Regions from separate parts of the Zea mays genome. Here region 1 is linked to region 2. A link is a contact called in public HiChIP or PLAC-seq data. All regions are on one chromosome and are shown on one strand. The core of a region is the stretch at or near the end of the contact, and the rest is flanking DNA. Distances in the headings are between cores, read along the strand shown.

The links. HiChIP or PLAC-seq counts read pairs in DNA pulled down with a chosen protein or histone mark.
Region 1: a contact with region 2 is called in an H3K4me3 HiChIP or PLAC-seq map of leaf, with 4 times the contacts expected there. The contact joins the promoter of LOC103649688 here to the promoter of LOC103649687 in region 2. A contact is called at or near these places in 3 of 25 Hi-C or Micro-C datasets (ear, leaf and tassel) and 1 of 3 datasets of contacts at active chromatin or transcription factors (leaf).

Annotation. Positions count from the first base shown.
Region 1 is chr3:11,866,300-11,872,745 of Zm-B73-REFERENCE-NAM-5.0, forward strand. It overlaps LOC103649688 (Alba DNA/RNA-binding protein), which reads left to right and starts at 5,189. Exons shown (of 5, transcript NM_001301562.1): 1 at 5,189-5,490; 2 at 5,594-5,642. The coding sequence starts at 5,326.
Region 2 is chr3:11,625,931-11,632,322 of Zm-B73-REFERENCE-NAM-5.0, forward strand. It overlaps LOC103649687, which reads right to left and starts at 3,630. Exons shown (of 3, transcript XM_008675419.3): 1 at 3,059-3,630; 2 at 2,831-2,939; 3 at 1-325. The coding sequence starts at 3,255.

The sequences.
Region 1 (6,446 bases), core at 3,939-6,438, 240 kb after region 2:
AACTCGCCACCTTCGGGAAATTCCAAGGCGACTCGGCTATAATTCACCGGACTGTCCGGTGTACACCGGACAGTGTCCGGTGCGCCAAGGGAAGTCGGCCTCAGGAACTCGCCAGCCTCGGGTTCGCGCGGCAGCCGCTCCGCTATAATTCACCGGACTGTCCGGTGTGCACCGGACTGTCCGGTGTGCCATCGGAGCAACGTCTCTCTGCGGCGCCAACGGCTCCCTGCGGTGCATTTATTGCGCGCGCAGCGCGCGCAGACGTCAGGCACGCCCATGCCGGTGCACCGGACATCAAACAGTACATGTCCGGTGTGCACCGGACACTCAGGAGGGCCCACAAGTCAGAAGCTCCAACGGCTAGAATCCAACGGCAGTGATGACGTGGCAGGGGCACCGGACTGTCCGGTGTGCACCGGACTGTCCGGTGCGCCATCGAGCAGACGCCTCCAGCCAACGGTCAAGTTTGGTGGTTGGGGCTATAAATACCCCAACCACCCCACCATTCATTGCATCCAAGTTTTTCACTTCTCAACTACTACAAGAGCTCTAGCATTCAATTCTAGACACACTAAAGAGATCAAATCCTCTCCAATTCCACACAAAGCCCTAGTGACTAGTGAGAGTGATTTGCCGTGTTCATTTGAGCTCTTGCGCTTGGATTGCTTCTTTTCTTTCTCACTTGTTCTTGAGATCACAACTCCATTGTAATCAAGGCAAGAGGCACCAATTGTGTGGTGGCCCTTGCGGGGAAGTTTTGTTCCCGGCTTTGATTAGAGAAGAGAAGCTCACTCGGTCCGAGGGACCGTTTGAGAGAGGGAAGGGTTGAAAGAGACCCGGCCTTTGTGGCCTCCTCAACGGGGAGTAGGTTTGCAAGAACCGAACCTCGGTAAAACAAATCTCCGTGTCTCATTTGCTTATTCGCTTGGGATTTGTTTTGCGCCCTCTCTTGCGGACTCATTTATTATTACTAACGCTAACCCCGGCTTGGAGTTGTGTTTATATTTGTAAATTTCAGTTTCGCCCTATTCACCCCCCCTCTAGGCGACTATCAACTACCGATCTCGCGGATTCGAGTCGGCTATTGAAACGGTAAACTGATAAATTATCCAAAATAGTTCGATCGTTGCATAAATTGATGTGCTAGTACGAGACGCATTAAGGTGCTTGATAAATTGCATAAGTCGCGAACCTCTCGTCGACTTCGCGGTTTTTGCGAGTATCGAGCCAGATTCAGTTATAGCGAGTTATGTCGCTATTCCGGTCACTTAGCTGAATTAGTGGACCGAGTAGAATTTTGATAGGCATGTGTGATGATAAAATATTTTAATCACCTATAAAGATGTAGTATAATTTATAAGGCAAGGGATTAGTTCAGAATTTAATTAATTAACTGATAAGTGTGATTAGGCTAATTGTATTTCTTGTGTATAGTTTGATGTTCGTGATGTTTGCGTTAGGTTCGAGAAGCGTAATTATTGCGCGTAGTCATATATTAATAACTAGTGTTTCCGTATAAAATTGTACAACGCCTCGACGCTAGGTGTTTAATTCACCGTCGTGTAGCCTTATTTAGGTTTGTGATATTGTTGTTTATATGCATTCATGTGCATTATGCAAATCATTTAGGTACGTTGATTAACCACGAGATGCGGAGAGCTTGAGTCAAGTCGACCCCAAGCGTGGACTACTCCGCATGGTGAAGCTGATGGACCAACCTGAAGATGGTTAAATCAAGCAAGTGCTCGGTCGAGGGATACTCGCCAAGTGGACGTCGTCTAACAACACTAACCTAGTGTTACTCCAGGCAAGCCCCGGTGCATGCAACCCCTTTCCTTGTGTTTTTAAATACTTTTCGCACACTTAAGTCTAGTGAAATGTGCATTAGGTTCATAGGAATTGCTTGAAACCCTTTGATGCATTGCTTTCCTTGATATCCATACCTTTATAGATACTTCTGTGAAGTATCAAAATATGATTTACAAAAATGCTTAGCCTTGCTTAGATCTTGTGGATAGAGGTTGTCCTTAATTTAACTCGAGAAAGGATGGCTTCTACCTGCAAGAATATTTTCATTTGGAGCAATGGTGGGATCTTACTGCAAAGCTCCCTGTGATGCTCTTTTCATCCTTGGGAACAGAAACAATCCTAAGGATGGAAGTATGTAAATCGAGACTTGAGTTAGGAACAGGTGATGTTCTACCCAGGTTGATTAAGGATTAACGCGTATGTAGGCTTGATGATCGAGGACCCTTTAACTGGTCACATGCCTCGTCATGGGTAAGCCTTGCCTCGGGCAGACTAAGGCCGGAATAAGATAACACGAAATGGGCGTGGAGCGGTGGCGAGAGTAGCGTGTACCCTCCGTGGCAAGAGGCTGGACGGTGGTGTATCTGTGCTCTCGGTTTGCGTGAACCTGATCCGGTCTTAAGAACCCCGGTGGCGGGTTGACATATGCAAGGGTTAAGTGCTACATATGTCGTGTGATTGGAGATCCTCAGCTGAGTATAATCGATTCGGATCGCCGTACCTTCGCGGTTATGAAGACTTGGTCACTGCCCTGCAACCTAAAGTCAGGATGTGAACACTATGGATAAAAATGATGTTGTATTGATGAGATGTTGAAATTAGACTAGATGCAAATAGAGTCTATTAATACTTAATATGGCGTTAAAAGATTGAAAGTAAGGACTCACTTTAGTAAGCTATTTCTGCAAAAGTATCTAAGTTGATTCTTGCTAAAGCCTCTCCTTGATTCCTATTTATCCAGCATACCCTTGAGAGTCTTTTCCTTAGTCGGGTAAGACTTGCTGAGTAATTCCATACTCAGGGTTTTATTCCCTGTTGTTTTTCAGGTTATAGTTTTGTGCTGCTGTGATGGTGTTAAGTGCCGGTGGGCTCGGCCTTCTTATATAAGTATACCCCGTCTTTACCTTCTTATTGAGGATGGTCACTTGAACTAGCATATATTTCAAACTTATAAATAATTTATAACAGTTTAAAGTTATTTCTTTGAATCACCTTTGTAATCACTCCGATCATACAAAGTAAAATTTTTGTAACTTGTAAAATTTGGTAATAAGATTTCCGCTGCAAAGATGTTGATGTGTGTGATTTGTGTTTACTTAATCCCGCGGTTCTGGTTGTAAGTGGTTTATCCGATGTCCTTGGGGCAATCGGACAGATCCTGTTAAGTTATTTAGTGCACATGCATAGCTGTCTGAGGTCTTTGAGACAAGGACAGGTGCATGTTGGCCCAATAACTTGGGAGGTTCTGCCACATTTATGGTCTGTTCTGAAGGTGTTTATCAGCCATGTTTAGGAGTGTTGGGGGTACCCCTAATTACGGTACCCGATAGTTTTGTACCCTAATTTTGAACCCTATAGTAGAATCCCAATTCTAAGAATCTAAATGACTAAACTGAATTGTTTAAATGTAAATGCACAAAGGACATGGTTATGAGGCTCCTCGATGTTTTGCCGAACTCTCGGAGAGTCAAGAGTCTCCACTAATCCTCATTGGAGCACTGATGCAAGGGTGTCGCTCTCTCTTGATCTGTGCAAGGACCAAGTGCTCTCTGTGAGCGGGTTCTTCGTTGCTCGGGCATGGTGAACCGCAGACAACCATGTATGTGGACGATTCAGGTCACTCACAAGCTCTCTAGAGAACACCACACTTTAGATCGCCATCTAACTATCTAGGTAATGCCGATCACTAAAAATAACAAGCACTAGACTCTCACTTGATCAACCATATCAAGTCATGAGGGTGGTGGTCGCACACAATGACACAAATCACTCTCTATATACTAATGAGGTTACTGATCATGAGATTTTAAACTCTTAAGTGGCTACTTTAATAGATAAGAGAGGCAAGACTCCTTAAATGACTAAGTTGAGCATATAAATAGCTCCAAGTGAAGAAATTAGTTGTAACACCTCACTCAACATATTTAGTTGTACCTTCGATTTGACTCAAAATGATGATAGAGTATTATTTCTGTGAATTGGGACGAGAGATGGTTTCCTTTTTCTCGCTCGACTCCACCAATCTGCAAGGTATTCATGTTCAAGCCTAGAGGCAACAAATAGTGTGTTGCATGTGCCAACGATTTAAGGAAGGAAGTGCGTGCGCATTGCCACTTCGAAGCGAGAACCTTTACCGGCTTAGGGCCTGCTCGTTTTAATCTTAGTCTATATGGATCGGAGGGGATTGAGTAGGTTTAAATTTATAGTAAGTCAAAATCTTTCCTAACCCCTCCCAATAGTCAGGCCCCATTTGGTAGGGCTCTTCCTTGCCAGTTTTAACCTTTGCTCTGGCTCCTCTAAGAAAACAGCTCCCTCCTTATTTTTAGGAAGAGCTATAGAAAGAGCACCATGTTTGGTTGGAAATATAGCTCCTACTGTAGTTTCTCCTACGATGTAGCACCGACGAAGAGAAAAATATGGGAGAGGAGCCGGTAGAAGCTCCTTTTTTTTGGCTCCCGGTTCCTGCTGGTTTTTTAGAGGAGCTTATCCCTCTTTTCAAGGAAGAGCTCATCAAAGAGCCTCCGTTTTGGTAGATTTTTTTAAGAAGCCGTTGAAGGAGCCTTTGAAGAAGCCCTACCAAAGGAGGCATCAATACTGTCCGATCCACATGGGATGAAATAAACTGGTGCATTGACGACATCGTTGTGGTAAAGGTCGTAGTGCCAGAGTAATCATTACCACAAGGCGTAGAGGGGGATGTCATAAGCCCTATATAGTTAAATCGATTTTTGACATAATCAAAAAGATATATTCAGTAGAATCGTAACCATAGAATACAACTTTAATCGAAATGCATGCATTTGTCTCATACACTATGGAGATGATAAGAAGATATATATGTTACATCTCCGATGGGCTATAATTGGAGATGCTTTTTATTTCTGGTACAAAAGTTTCTATATTAATGGGAAAACTGTTGAGCAACGGGACGACAACAAGTGATTGAGTTCAGCAGTTGTTTGTAGAAAATGATTGACTCTTATGTGTCCAGCTACCAGCTTCCGGCACATGAGCCGCTGTCCTCTGAGTGGGCCGCTTCCATTTGGGCTGCTTGAATCGTCGGCTAAGGAGGTTGGGCCGTGACATCCCATCGCTGAGTCCGTCAAGCCCACGCATCATCACTCACGCGCGGGGCCGTCCGACCGGGCCTCTCCTCCCTCGTTTTACCCGCACTCGCCGCAACGCCGAGAAGACGCGAGAGGAAGGGAGGAGGTGAGCCACCGGAAGCGGAGACGTGAGCACTCGACCAACCCCGTCGATCCGGCTGCGGCGCGGCGTGCTAGATCGCTACCGACCATGGTGGTGGAGGAGATCGCCGAGGGGGTGAAGAACCTAACCGTCACCGGAGATGCGGCGGCTTCAGGCGGAGAGGGGCAGAGGAGGGGCGGCGGCGGCAGCAGCAACCGCATCCAGGTGTCCAACACCAAAAAACCCCTCTTCTTCTACGTCAACCTCGCCAAGGTACGGCTGACCTTCTCTCCCTACGCGCCGCATCTTTCCGTGATACTCCTGCCCACCCGCCGCTTCCAGATTCTGGCTGATTTGGTTACTTCGGTCCGTGCAGAGGTATATGCAACAGCACGGCGATGTAGAGCTATCCGCTCTTGGGATGGGTGCGTCCCTCCTTCGCCCTTCTTTCTAACCCTTTTTTTGCACATATTTATTACTGGTGAAGTTAATTTAGGCATTGTCGCTTGACATTGATGCCTCTATCCGCGAATTTGGTTTATGTTATTAAGTACGCCGATAAATATGATGTAAAGACGCAGAATGCGTCGGCGCGGCGCGTGTTCTTTTCTGTACGTTTCTCAATGCTGGATCTGTGTTAGTTATTATTGCTAAAACCCTAGCTTTTATGGCAGTTAGAGTCCCTTTGCTAGGGCTTACAGAAGGCTCTGGCTTTGGCTTCTGAAGAAACCCTACCAAACGGGGTAAAAAGAAAACCGGTTTCTCCCCTGAAACCACCAAGGAACCGGAGCCCAAAATATTAACTTGCACCAGCTCCTCTCAAAAATACTCTACGAAACCCTTTTGTCAAATATCTTTCTACAAAGTGTTCTGGCTCTACCAGAGAAGCTACTCCAGGAGAGGAGCTAAATCTGAAGCCATTTTAGGACCTGGAGCCCTGCTAAACTTGCTCCTAGTGTTCCTAGGCGGCATTTGCCTTGTGAGTTGTGACACGCAGAGCACAGCTTAGAATTTGGTCATGCAACTTGCCAGATTTATTGTCCGAGGAAAAACTTACCAAGTTTGAGTCAAGTGCTATGCAATGCATTGTTATTATTACATGGCTATCATGCTCTGGATGACCACAGACAAGCAGCTACTTCCACTTGGGGTTCGCCTGAGAACCATGGTTTTCAAGGTGTCGCCTAGGCGCCTAGACACTCAAAAATCATGGCATGGGCGTCCCTGTT
Region 2 (6,392 bases), core at 2,380-4,879:
CGCTGGCCTTCGCCGGGGTTGGGACGGCCACGGGAACAGGAAGCGCCTGCTGCTGCTGCTGCGGCGGCGCTTGCTTCAGGGCGGCGGCTGGCCGCCGCTTGCAGGCTGGCGCTGCAGGCTGCTGCAGGCCGAGGATGGCATGGTCGTCCTCGGGAACGAGGGGCACGATGGGGAGGTTGTCGCAGGTGCACACCTCGACCATGAAGCCGTCGGGGTCGTGGAAGAAGAGCTGGTCCACGTAGATGCCGCCCTCCTCCACGCGCCGCTGCACGTACCGGATGCCCAGCTCCGTGAGCCGCCGCTGCACTGCCTCCATGCTCTCGCACTGCGCATAGACCATCACCAGTTCACCTTTCCGTCACGATGATTTTGTGTTCATGGTAAGAAGCACGTTTACGTACTGCATGCTTTTAACTTTATTTGTCGTTATTTAAAGTGCAACAGTATATATATGCACGCATGGCTAGTTGTGCATGCATGCAGATACGTCATACGTACTTCTTTTGGTCCTTGCCAGATGAGCATATGCACGCTGTCTGAGTGAAGACAAACTCTATGTGCAACACAAAATCAATAACCTATTGCCATTTTTCTAAAATCAAAATCACGTGCTTTTATCCCAAATTGATCCAGGACTTTAGCCGATACTAGTTTTCTGCCACTGCCTGATGCACATGCAATGATCCTACCCACAGAGCATTAGGAATTCTTCATCAATTCGATCTAGCTACTAGTAGTCCTATTTCTATTATGTTAACCGTCATTGCGTACCGATCATGAATGCCAACCACCAGCGTCCATTTCTTAAATTAATTGAGATGCAGATCTATCAGATGGAGCCAACTTAAGATAAGATAGTTCCATGCTTCGTGGATCAGTCACCAACTCACCACCAGTCACCATGCATCTTGGCATGCATGAACACTTGATAACTTGGTAGCTAAATAAGATGTGTTAGCTAGATCAGTCTTAGTAACTGAATTGTTTCATATCCTAGTTTCTAATACGTCTATATTTCAGAAACGACAATGCAGAAAAGTGTTAATGCGACGTCCGCCAGTTTGAGGAATGGGTTAATAATTAGAGAAAATCCCTTCAATGCCATTCAATCTTATACCAATCCCTTCAATGCTATCATAATTTATAGCTTCCCTTTAATACCATCAAATTTAAATTTTAATCCTTTAAATGTAATCACCATTAGTTCAAAGCTAACGCCGTTAGTTTCATTTAAAATAAATCCCTCCGATGCCATCAAAATATATACCAATCCTTTCAATGGCACTAGAAATTGGTTTGATTTTCAAAGTTCAGCCCATACTTTTTGAAACCCCGAAATTACTCCACATATCTCGCTCTAACAACATATACGTGTGATATACAAAATTTTGTTTCTCGATAGATAATGCATATGCAAATTTATGCATTGTAGGAGAACAACTCCAAGAGACTCTTTATATTCTTCCTAATTGATATGAGTAGAGATTTTAAATAATTTTTAAAAATTTTAGTCCATATTAGAACTCATAAAACTGTGGTTATTCATTTACACTGATTCGATCTAATCAATTTCATATTTTTTTAATTTATTAGGAAGCAAATAGATCGAACTAATATATCAGAGTAATTTTTGAGTTTCAAAAAGTATGGACTGAACTTTGATCTATATTTTTTATTCTGTAATTTTTAAAACCCAAATAGATCGAATCAATTTCTAGTGACATTGAAGGGATCAATATTGATATTGGTGGCATTGGAGGAATTTTCTTCAAATGGAACTAATGGTGTTAGCTTCGAACTAAAGACGATAGCATTCAAAGGATTAAAATTTAAATTTAATGACATTGAAGCAAAGCTATAAATTTTTATGATATTGAAGAGATTAGTATAAGTTTGGATGGGATTAAAGGAATTTTCTCTAGTAATTTTATATAACTATATTCTATTGCAGATGAGGAGCAGCCGTGGATCTCGCTGAGCACAGAAAAATGGAGGCACGAACATGCAGATTAAAAGCTAATTAACTAATTCGATCGGCCGATTCCCCCAATCGCCAGTGTCAACGACTTAGGAGTATACCTATTTTTTTCCCCAAATTCCTCTTACTATACTTCAGATCAGAGGTTCGATCGCAAGGAATAATTCTCGGTAGGTCACTGTAATTTTGTCCGGTACATTATTCGTTATTACCAATGTTCTAATCTTTTAAATATTTCTCTATTATATAAAACATCAGTTTTATGGTTAAATCGGTCGATGTGTATTTATCACCCTTCTCACTTTATACAAAATAAGATAAAATTATGCACAAAATAAGGGCTTCAGATCTTGGTTGATAGCTGCGTGGCTCCATATTCACATCCACCTAAGCAACACAATATACATATTTTTGTATTTTATTAAAAAAAGTCTACTCATATGATATATATTAAGTTACATACACTAATCAGTTAAAGCTAAAAGTTTAAACTAATTGGAGGAGTTGGATAATTCATTTATATTATATTCTAACACTTTCCTCTCACGTCGAGTCTTTTTTAGGTCTCTGACGTGGAATATAGCAGCGAGCAACAATTATTTTATTTAATTGTGGTAACTAGAATTTAAACTCGAGATTTATAGTTCTGATATCATATTAAGTTACACGCACTAATCAATTTAATTCAAAAACTTAAGTTGATAGAAGGAGTTGAATTTGCTTATATAGGGTAACTGATTAGTATTTATATAGATACACGACTAGTCGGTGTGGATGGGTAGGCACTATTGCAGGACAGCAAACGATCTGGATCTAGCTTGAAGACGTGGTGTGGCAAGCACTCCTGCATACCTGAAAGGAGACGTGGTTGTCCTTGGGGTTGATCTCCGTCTTCTTGGGGGGCATGCTCGCCGGATCCTCGGCTTGCAGGAGATGAATGCCTATGCCGTAGTTGAACAGCCTGCGCAGTAGAATGAGTTGTTGAACATGCAGGTCATGCAGTATGATTACATGATTGTTAGCTAGCTTGACAATAAAGGCATCGTCAGTGATATAGCTGTGTGCAGTCGAATGCCGTACCATGCGCCGTCGAAGTCGAAGGAGCCCGGGCGGCGGATGGGGGCGAAGCCGAGGACGTCGCGGTAGAAGCGGAGGGAGCTCTCGAGGCACCGGCACACCACGGAGATGTGGTTCAGCGCCGCCAGCGGCAACGACCCGGCGGCGGCGGCGGCGGCGGCGGCGTGCTGCACCGGCTCGACGCCCTTGCTGCTCACCATATCTTGTTCCGACGAACGAACGTTCTAGTCGTCTTCGATGGGCGTGCTGTTGGCCTGGCCTGTAGCTGCTTAGTCGTTTGCTTATTGTTCCGCCGGCGGTTTAATTCTACTATTCACCGCGCCGCCGCACAATGCAGATCGAGCCGGGACGACGACGCGTCAGAAGCTGTCTTTGCTTGCTGAATATATGAAGGGAGATGGACGACGTGCGGAGGTGGCTGGCGAGCTAGGCCGGAGACGCGACGGGACGGTGGTGCGTGTGGCTGCTAGCTGGAGGTGAACGAAGGAAAGGGACGATGACGCTGGAGACGGAGAGGATGCAGCACTAGAGCTAGCTATGCATATGCTGTTGTGCGTTGTGGAGGTTGCCGCGGCGCGCGGCCGGGGGCTCTTATAAAGAGCGTACGCCGTGTGGGGGGCGCCGACAGCGATACCCAGCCTTGAGCTCGATGTGGAGCAGTGGCGAAGTGCCGGTTGCCGCACCATGCGGCCAGCTCGAATGCGGACCATGTGGAGCAGCTCGAATGCTCACCGTGTGATACACACACATCACGGGCAGGCAGCCACGCCCACTGCCCCGCTAATCGATGGCATCTACTTCACGCGGTCGAGGAGCCAGCCAGTCCATGTCACGCACATGCACATATATTTTGTGCACGTTTTTCAGCCTGCCTACTCTAGTTAAAAGTTAAAACCCATTGTTAACATGGGAAGAGGTCCGAATCACACACAGCACACATTCATAGTCACCACAATCTTAGACACATCGAGAAACGTAGCAAACCGATAAAACCAATCCAAACAAGTCTTAGAAAGATCCACCGAAGGAGCGCATATAGAGGTTGTCTCAAAATCAACAAATCCATCCAGAACGTCACCAAATATCCTTGGAATAAGTGATGAACAACAAGATAGAAAGAAAAAAAGAAAGATAAAAATGATAGTAAATGTATTCGTGATCGTTTGAATATTAAATACCTTAATTTTCTGTGATGCTCTCTAGGTGATAGCACCTTGAAATGGCTTAACAAAAATCGTGTTTGTTAAGTTATTTCAAGTGGGTAATCATTCCACTAGGGTGACGAATAGTGTTACCCTATAAATCATGAATGGTTTAATGATTACCGTTCTCTCCAGAGTGTAATCAGATCTTGATTTGTCTTCGTCTCCCCTCGAACCTGCGCCCGACGGCTCATCCTTCGCCTGTGGCCTCGACCCTACGGCTCCAACTTCGTTGGTGGAGTACCGGGAGCAACTCCACCAATGTGTCGGCGGTTAGCTCGCTCGTTGCTCTATGCCTCCATTCCATGCTGGCGATGTCCTATAGGTTACAATTATCTACTTGCTCGCTCATCCCAATCTCTCTCACACAACCCTTTCTCCTACCCCAAATCCGATTGCAATCACAACCTTTGAATGCCTCTCCGCCCATGCATGGGAAGCCATCGATGTGATCTAGAATCTCTAGCACACCAGAGAATTGACAATGTATTCTCTCTAAAGATTGCTTCTAGCTTTGCCCATTAATGTTACCAAAAGTGAAACATACAAAGTCTGTATTCCGATCCTTTATTAACGTTACCATCCTATTCTAGTTATGTTCGTGCCCGTGTTACCATTCCTGATCCAAACATTATCTTACAGTTCGAAAAAATAGACGAATAAGTAGATAATATGACAAGCAAAGGCAAAGTGAATAATTGTGTCTGATTATATACTTATTTTGTACCAAATCATGTTTTTATCACGTTTGTTGTACAAATGCGCATTGAATTGACATATATTCTAGATTTTGTGTTTTATCTGTTGCTTATTTGTACTATCATTATGTGACCCATTATGGATTACTTAGGATGGCTTCAACGGGCTAGCCAAAGCGGCAACCAAAGCCAATATGGTTGGCATAGTTGAAAGCTCCCTTGTGGGTTTTGGTGTTTTGGATGACACCACAATTAAAGGTATAACCAGGGTGTTATGTATTGAGTAGGTGCTAAGTGAAAAGACTAAGAAGTTCAACACATGGACACAGATGTGATGATCCACACAAGTTGAGATGACTATGGTCTATGGACATCACAAGTAAAGTTGAAGGATGGTCAATGACTATGTGGAACTCAATGTGCATAACTTGGAGACGACCGATCGAACTGGGGACGAAGGCAAGAACTTCGAGGAACTGAGTGCGCAGGAGAAGGTCAAGAAGACCGAGGTACCTAAAGACAAGGGTGAAGAAGATGGCTTGCAAGAAGTCAAGGTTGGTAAAGCTGAGAAGAGCTGTCGGAGAAAAGATCCCTAGGCCCCTGGGGCCCACTAGTCAGCAAAAGGACAAGGGAAAGGTCTACCCCGGTAGCACCCACCCCCAGATAGTCCCGAGGCCCCGAGCCTAGGATCGAGCGAGGCAGAGCCAAAGGGGGCGAGAGAATTGAGGGGAAGCCACTAGTGTGGATTCCGCGCCTTATCTAAGACTAAACCGTCGTAAGTGACCGACCACATTAGCTACTCCTTGCACTGAGCCACCATGGGAGAGTCGATCCTCTTCCCACTCATGAACTATGGGTCCTTAGACCTACGGCCACTCATGACCTATCAAACCTAGGCCTGGGTGCACTGGCTGTCTATAGGATCCGCAAGATGATGAGCATGCTGAGAGCATGAGACCTAGGCTATGGAGGCCAAGGGTCGGCGTGGTGCAGAGGCGATAATAATGGTGCCAGAGCTCTTCGCCACCCACACCACTAGTCTTAAACAGTGCGACCAGAGAAGCCTAGACAGCCGAGGCACATGCCGACAAGCCTGACTTTACCGAGGTAGAATGCTCCGTTTTACCACGATGTAGTAGCTCCTTCTTTAAGAAGCTACCAGTAGATGACCCCCACCTTGGCCTATAGAAGGGGGAGGGTCAGCCGAGAGAGACAACCAACACTCACACGAGAGGCGGAGATACGCACGCAACACACATAGACGGACAAACGACCACACGTCAGAGAACTACAGAGGCCAAAACCAAGGAGCACGCCGCCTCGACGCCCAAGGCTTAGTTTGGTTGAGAGCACAAGATTTGTAGTCCTTAGGCCATACCATGAACAAGAGACTTGGGAGCCTCCTCCCTCTCTCGCTCACTTGTAACACCTACTACG